2 separate regions of the Oryctolagus cuniculus genome follow, and region 2 is linked to region 1. The links are chromatin contacts, called in public Micro-C maps. All regions are on one chromosome and are shown on one strand. Each heading gives the region's core, a stretch centred on a gene start, on an enhancer-like site or on the middle of the called end of the contact. The rest is flanking DNA. Distances are from core to core; before and after follow the strand shown. Region 1 holds the start of TGFB2 (transforming growth factor beta 2). Region 2 holds the start of LYPLAL1 (lysophospholipase like 1).

What was found. A called contact is a pair of places that touch in the nucleus more often than the background predicts.
Region 2: a Micro-C map of ear pinna shows a contact between it and region 1, with 7 times the contacts expected there. The contact joins the promoter of LYPLAL1 here to the promoter of TGFB2 in region 1. A contact is called at or near these places in 2 of 6 Hi-C or Micro-C datasets (ear pinna and embryonic fibroblasts).

The regions. Positions count from the first base shown.
Region 1 is chr13:32,629,153-32,633,175 of mOryCun1.1, forward strand. It overlaps TGFB2 (transforming growth factor beta 2), which reads left to right and starts at 2,006. Exons shown (of 8, transcript NM_001082660.1): 1 at 2,006-2,351. The coding sequence starts at 2,006. LOC127483536 (a long non-coding RNA gene) reads right to left here and starts at 665. Exons shown (of 3, transcript XR_011381459.1): 1 at 449-665.
Region 2 is chr13:33,394,371-33,398,393 of mOryCun1.1, forward strand. It overlaps LYPLAL1 (lysophospholipase like 1), which reads left to right and starts at 1,821. Exons shown (of 3, transcript XM_070054951.1): 1 at 1,821-1,951. The coding sequence starts at 1,858.

The DNA.
Region 1 (4,023 bases), core at 756-3,255:
AATGAAGTTGGTTGATAACGTCTAACCTAGAAAGAAGAGAAAGCCATACTAAAAGTGGCATAGGTACCAATGAAGATAATAATTTAAAACCGTAAAACAAGTAGATTTTATTATTTACGTGGGTTTTTGTTTGTTAAGAATCTCTGTTTTCCAGTATTCACAGAGGACTCGATTATAAATTCTAGGATATGAAATCCCAGGAAATTAAAAAGGTAGGTACAGGAGACTTCGATGAGAAGATATTCTCTTCCGTGCCGACCTGGCATAAATAGCCTGGTGTTCCTGGCATAGGGGTGCTGTGTGTACGTGTGTACACACAATACAGGAGGGAAGACTTCCATTCCAGAGCAAGTGATTCAAGTGAGCTACACTAAGTAAAAACGGGGAGCTTTGATAGCTGTCTTTCGACAGACCTATCCAGAACTATATGACCATAGGAAGTAGATACCGTAAATCACTGTTGTCAGGGCGCACACTCCACCTCCTGCCTCCGTTCCCAACAGCCATCCTCATTTCCACACCCCCTCCACGGTTCGGGGAGAGCTCGTGGTCTAAGTAACGAGAGGACTTCTGACTGTAATCCTAGCACGTCACTTTGTTGAAGGCAAACACGTGGTCCAGAGAGAACTTATAAATCTCCCCTCCCCGGCAAGATCGTGATGTTATCTGCTGGCAGCAGAAGGTTCGCTGGGAGCGGAGCGGAGCTCCAGAAGCTCCCAACAAGAGAGAGAAATAGAAGGAAGGAAAGCGAGCGAGAGCAGAGCAAGAGCGCAAGTGAAAGAGGCAGGGAGAAGGATGGAGAACGTCAGAGTAACGGTCTAAGGATCCGTTCGGGAACTAACGGGGGCTTCCCGGCTGCAGAAAGGCAGAGAAGGAACGAGAGTCTATTTCAGGGTGGCAAGTGCCTACCTCCCCTAAGCGAGAAGGTCTAAGTGGGAGAGAAACCAGGAGAGGTTGGAAAAGGGTGGGAGTCCAAGGGAGCCCCTTCGCGACCCTCTTAGGAATAAAACTCCCCAGCCAGCGTGTCTCCCGGGCTGCTGTTGTGGTCCGCAGGGGGTGCAGGCGGCGGCGGCGGCGGCTGATCTTCTGGTGCCGGGTTGGCTTCTGGAGCGAGAGCAGAAGGAGGTGCAGGAGAAGGAGGGAGCTGGAGGCTGGACGCGTTTGCCGGCGGCGGCGGCGGCGGCGGCGGCGGCGGCGGGACCGACCAGCAACGTGGAGTAACCCTGCGGCCACAGCGCGGAGCTCCGGGAGCAGGATCCTCGCCCCCTCGGCCGTGTCCACGGCCCCTGCAGCACCCGATCGCGTCCCGGGCGCCGTGCGAAGCGCATCCGCCTCCTCGCGGCGCGCCGGGCTCGTCCCCAGAGCGCGCACGCGCGCGCGCGCGCACACACACACACACACACACACACACTCATACACACACGTGTGCGCTCCTCTGCCCTGGAGCTGCCGCTGCCCCTGCTCTGAGCGCCGCAGTGGAAGGCACGGCCGAACCGCTCTTTCTTTAAATATATAAATTACTGCTCGGGTCAGCCTCGGCGGCGCCCCTCCAGTCAGGTCGCCAGCTGCCAGCCCCGGGACCTTTTCATCTCTTCCCTTTTGGCCGGAGGATCCGAGTTCAGATCCGCCACTCGGCACCCGGGACTGACACACTGAACTCCATTTCCTCCTCTTAAATTTATTTCTGCCTTATAGCCACTCGTCCCTTTTCCCCCCACCTCGTCACTCCAAGAGAATCTTTTTTTCTTGCTTTCCAAAGTCAGGGTTCCCCCTGCCCATGCCTTATTAATGTTTCCAGTTTGGGAACTCCTTGCATTTTCTTTTTGAAGGAATTCAAGCAAACTACATTTTCTATCTGGCATCGACCCTCGATCGTTTGCAAAAGTTTCGCATTAAAAAAACAAACAAACAAACAGCTCCACCTGATCTGCACTTTGAGAATTGTTGGTTTCTTTTTATTTTTCATTTTTTAAAAGGACTTTTTTCTACCTTTTTTAAAAAAAAAATGCACTACTGTGTGCTGAGCGCTTTTCTGATCCTGCATCTGGTCACGGTGGCGCTCAGCCTGTCTACCTGCAGCACACTCGATATGGACCAGTTCATGCGCAAGAGGATCGAGGCGATCCGCGGGCAGATCCTAAGCAAGCTGAAGCTCACCAGCCCCCCAGAAGACTATCCCGAGCCCGAGGAAGTGCCCCCGGAGGTGATCTCCATCTACAACAGCACCAGGGACTTGCTCCAGGAGAAGGCGAGCCGGAGGGCGGCCGCCTGCGAGCGCGAGAGGAGCGACGAGGAGTACTACGCCAAGGAGGTCTACAAGATAGACATGCCGTCCTACTTCCCCTCCGAAAGTAAGTGCCCAGTCTCGTTCGCTTCCGTGCCCCGAGGTGTCGCGCTGCCCCGCGCTCGCACCGCCGCGACGGCTCCGGGGCTCGCCCACCCTGCTCCGGTTTCGCTGAGCTGCGCCCCGTCCACCTCCAGTCCAGCCGTGTCCTTGAGAGTCCGCAGACGTTAAGACGTGCGCTTTCTACTTTATTTTCTCCATCTCTCCCTCCCCCACTCCCCCCTAACGCCTCAGTCCTTTATAAGGCGGAATTCTCCTGTTCTCGTCCCTGAAATTCCATCCTGGGCCACCAACTAGGAGTCCGCCCTGCTCTGTCAAACCGTGAGGCGCTCCCTGGGGCAGAGTTAAACCGGGAAATCTTGGTGGGTTTGTTTTCTCTGCTCCGATTGGCGTGGAGCGCGCCGAACTGGTGCACGAAGGGTTAAAATAATGTGGCTCAAAACTATCCTCTCCGGAAGGCGCCCCCTTTCCGTGCCGACCTATCAGCTGGTTCACCAAGCCTTTTCCATTGTCTCTAACTCCCCTCAAAAATGTCAGCATCGCTCAGACAAAACCTGGTTTGGAGACCCTTCCAAAAATCTACCTGGAAACCCTCAGTGCTCGCTGTGCCTGTTGCCAGCGCTAGGTGTTTACGTTCCCCTGAGGCAGACTCTTGTAACCATGTCCTCTCTGATTTCACCTGCGGTGGTAGAAAGTTCGGCTTAGTTTTTGTGTTTAAAAGGCTTTTATTGCTGTATATTTTTTTTTTTTTCAGAATTCACCCAAACCTGCCTTCTTAAAATCGCCAGTGTAGCAGATCATTTTTCCTACGGGTTTATCTTCATCTTTTTTTTTTTTTTTCAGTCGTGGGCACTGTGCCCCTGCTCTTTGATAGGCTTCTACATTACCTTTGGTGCATTCCTAAATCTAAGATAGAGTAAAGAAGGCTGATCAAGAAGAGAGAGAGAGGGAGAGAGGGAGAGAGAGAGAAGGAGGAGAGAGGGAGGGAGAGAAGCAAGGGAGGGAGGGAGGAAAAAGTGGCTTCTCTGAGAGCAGTGCCCTCAAATTCAGCTGACATCCAGTAGCAAGGGAAGTGAAATGATTTATTGTGAAGTTCTTGGGGGCTGGGGGAAGGGGGCGGAGGACAGAGGACAGTTAGTGTGTAATTATTTCAGGACTCTTAACAAAAATCAAAAAGAAAAAAGGAAATATTCAATGATAACTGAGAGGGTTAAATAACAGGAAGGAGAAAAACAGAGGGCAAAAAAAAAAAAAAAAACACCACACTTTAACATTTGTGTATTCCAAATTCCAAGTCATAAACTTTTCATTGGTTGTCCATTTCTCTCCTCCCCTTTCCGTGCCCTATATACTTGCTGGCTGCCTTTGCTAAGTCTCTGTGTTTTGCCTAAATAGATAATTCAGCCATCTTGGTAATTTTATCCTAGAAGTTCTAATTGCAGGGTGGTGCTTTTCATTTTTAATATTTATTTTTAGTTTGACAAGTCCTAGCTACGGGACTTGCTGTGTCTTGTACTAGATGGCCCCAGAATGTCCGCCCATGTATCTAACTCCAGTCTTTCTGGCCATCTTCTCTTGCTGCAGCTCCTCTGCTTGTTCAATAGCGGGACAGATGCAAGGCGTCCTGGCAAGCAGGATGGTTTTATTATTGTCATTATGGCACTATCCACAACAGTGGT
Region 2 (4,023 bases), core at 571-3,070, 770 kb after region 1:
CTATATTCGATCTCAATGATTCTGCCCAAATTAGACATAGTGCTTCACATAAATATAATTATAAAATATTTTCCTCTGTTTCCATTTTATTTCTCTAGCGTGATATTTTCTAGTTTCATCCATGTTGTAGCATGTGTAGGAATTCCTTTCTTTTAATGACTGAATGATATTCCATTGTATGGATTCCACATTTTGATTGTCCATTCATTTATAGGTTAATGTTTAAGTTATTTCTACTTTTTGGTTACAGTGAACAATTCTCCTATGAATATCTGAGGAGCAAGTATCAGTTTGAGTGCCTATTTTCACTCATTTTGGGCATACTTCCAAGAGGAATTGCTGGATCAGATAGAAATTCTAGAAGAAACACCAAACTATTTCCACAGCTGCTCTATTATTTTACGTCTCAATCAATAATGCACAAGAGTTCCAGTTTCTACATTTCTTCACCAACATTTATTTTCTGCTCTTTTGATAACAGCCATCCTAATGAATGTGGAGTGCTATGTCATGAAAATAAATCTGCTCTGGGGCTGGTGTTGTGGTACCGTGGGTTAAGTTGCAGCCTGTGATTGTGACATCAGTTAGGAGCAATAGTTCAAGTCCCAGCTGCTCCACTTTCAATTCAGCTCCCTGTTAATGCATCTGTGAAAGCAGTGGATGGTGGCCCAACTATTCGGGACCCTGTCACCCACGTAGAAGACATGAATGGAGTTCCAGGCTTCTGGCTTCAGCCTGGCCCAGCCCTGGCCTTTAAGGTCATTTGGGGAGTGAACCAGTAGAAGGAAGATCTCTCTCTCTCTCTCTCTCACTCACTCTACCTTTCAATTCAATTTTTAAAATAAAATAGATTTTTAAATTTTGTTGAATACAGGAGCTGGCGCCGTGGCCCATTTGGTTAATCCTCTACCTGTAGCACCGGCATCCAATATAGGCACCGGGTTCTAGTCCCAGTTGCTCCTCTTCCAGTCCAGCTCTCTGCTGTGGCCCGGGAAGGCAGTGGAGGATGGCCCAAGTCCTTGGGCCCTGCACCGCATCGGAGACCAGGAGGAAGCACCTGGCTCCTGGCTTTGGATCGGTGTAGCGCTGGCCGTAGCAACCATTTGGGGGGTGAACCAACGGAAGAAAGACCTTTCTCTCTGTCTCTCTCTCACTGTCTAACTCTGCCTGGCCTGTCAAATTAAAAAAAAAATGTTTTGAATACAGAGGAAAATATTTTTATTTATTTATTAAATATTTATTTTCTTGAAAGCCAGAGCAACAGAAATGGAGAGAGAAAGAGAGAGAATCTTCCATTTTCTGGGTTCATTCCCAGACAGGAACTCCCATCTGGGTCTCCCATGTGGGTAGCAGGAACCCAAGTACTTGGGCCATCATCCACTGCCTTCTCTGGGACATTAGCAGGAAGCTGAATTGGTAGTGTAGCAGCTGGGACTCAATCCAGCAGACACAGCAGGTGTTGGCTTAACTGGCTGTGCCACAATGCCGGCCCTAAATTATTTTCATTTTATGGCTGCCTTACCCTACATATAAAAACCTGCAAACATCCTGTGCAAGTCCTAAAGTGGAAGGTAAAATATGATCATCCTGTCAAAATTTTAAACAGAGTAACACCAATATTTCTACAAATAAGGCTTAGAGTTTTAGCATTGCAGTTGAAATTCCACAGCTAATGCTCACGACATAAATATATTCATTAATCTATTTGCAGCTGACACCATCCTCAGCAAAACCAAAGTCTTAGTACACCTAGAATGACCCCCTATTTGAACCCAAATTGTCAGAAGCAGGCCTGCGCGAGAAGCGCTGCGCATGCGCGCTCCTTCAGGCTGTTTGCGAGCCTGCGTGTTCCCGACAATGGCGGCTGCGTCCGGTTCAGTTGGCCTTCCGCGGTGTCTGGTGTCGCCGGCTGGGAGGCACAGCGCCTCTCTGATCTTCCTGCACGGTTCAGGTGGATTGCAATTTTCCATCGTGATTTTCTGCAGCGTAGGCAGTATCCTCCCCTGGGTTAGCACAGTTTTCTTTCCCGTGGAGGCAGCTCCGGGAGAGGGTGGCTCTCCGCTCTGCAGCCCGGGGCCGCGGACTTCCCGGCAGGATTACTCAGTTGCCCCGATCTTCCTGTCGTCTTCTTTCTACACTTCCCTCCCGCCCTGAGCCTCGCGGCTCTCAGCCCGCTCTCCATCCGCAAGGTCCTTTCCCGTGCCATCCTTACCACTCCCGTCCCAGCTCCCCGCGTTCGAACTGGGAGTTAAGAAGGTGAGTCTTCTGCTCATGAGAGTGACTTATTCAGGACTTCCCAGAGCCAGCTACTAGAGGGTTTTCCGCCGCTGTGGGTTTTTTCCACTGCTCGCTTGCGCCAGCCTCCAGGCGCACGTGGACCATCGCAGTCATGATTCACTGAGACACTGCGAGTATTAGCAGAGCATCTACTTGCCCCGTGCCTTTGTCTTGCCCACCCACACACTCCTCGCTTTCTCTCTGACATTAAGCCTCCAAGGCACAGCACCAGGTCAGCTCTGAATTCTCTGGGCGGGTATTCTGCCTTCCCTAACTTGATTTCCTATGGCGTTTCTTACTCTCATCCTAATTACTTAGGGCTTTCTTACCCCCACTGGATTGTCAGTCCTCCACAATAAGGACCCTTGAATCTTGTTTTATTCCTTGCATGCCCAGTGCTTGGCCCAGGGTAAGTCCCCAGGAGATGTTTTTTGTTTGGTTTTTCTTCTTCTTCTTCTCTTTCTTTCTCTCTCTCTCTCTCTCTCTCTCTCTCTCTCTCTTCTTTCTTTCTTTCTTTCTTTCTTTCTTTCTTTCTTTCTTTCTTTCTTTCTTTCATGCAGCAAGTGTCTTCTTTCTTTCTTTCAGAAATGAAATGCAGCAAGTGTCCTCAGGGGGCCTACCTACATTTAAAAACCAAAACAATTAGTTTGAGGCAGCAGTGCTTGGGAGATCACAAGACGGTGCAAGGTTCAGGCCAAGTGAAGACTCCTCGGGTTTTTCAGTGATCTTTGATCTGAGACCCATAGGGGCTGATGATTGGGTAATGGAGGGGATTGGAAAGGTGCAGGGCAGAGAACTGGATGTGAGCAGTTGCTAGAGTTTTGAAAATGGGGCCAGATGGGTGCAGCAGTTTGCCCAGGTCACTTGGCTATTACTGTGAGTAGTGGTGGAGAAATTGGGGACTTGAATCTTAATCTTTCTTTGACTCCAAAATTAGTACTCCGGTAGGATAAGGTGGCGAGTTAGGGAAGAAAAAGGCCTGTGGGTTTTCTGATGAAATATATTTGGAAGGTGAAGTGTCCAGAATTGTCAGCGGTGCTTGCATCTGCTGGAGATTGGTAGCACTGTTTAGCTAGGACCATAGGATGTACACTTTTAAGTGCCCTGAATTTTCTGAATACTGTAAATACAGCTAATTAATAAATAAGCTAATTCTCACTTCTTAGAAATAATTCCCAGTATTTTAACAAGAATTCATACATTTTGTTCTTTTTCCCCTGGACCACTTTATTTAAAATAAGGATCCATTCTCTTCAGTGTTAAATTACTGATAATGTTATAGCCTGTAATGACATATCTCTGGTTTTTTTTTTTTTTTTTTTTTTTTTGACAGGCAGAGTGGACAGTGAGAGAGAGAGAAAGAAAGGTCTTCCTTTGCCGTTGGTTCATCCTCCAATGGCCGCCGCGGCCGGCACGCTGTGGCCGTCGCGCCGCGGCCGTCGCGCCGCGCTGATCCGAAGGCAGGAGCCAGGTACTTATCCTGGTCTCCCATGGGGTGTAGGGCCCAAGGACTTGGGCCATCCTCCACTGCACACCCTGGCCACATCAGAGAGCTGGCCTGGAAGAGGGGCAACCGGGACAGAATCTGGCGCCCTGACCGGGACTAGAACCCCGTGTGCCGGCGCCGCTAGGCAGAGGATTAGCCTAGTGAGCCACAGCGCTGGATGACATATCTCTGAAACCCAGAGTCATGCATTATATATAAACATTCCCCTTTGTACTTTGGACAAAGAATTTACCCAAATA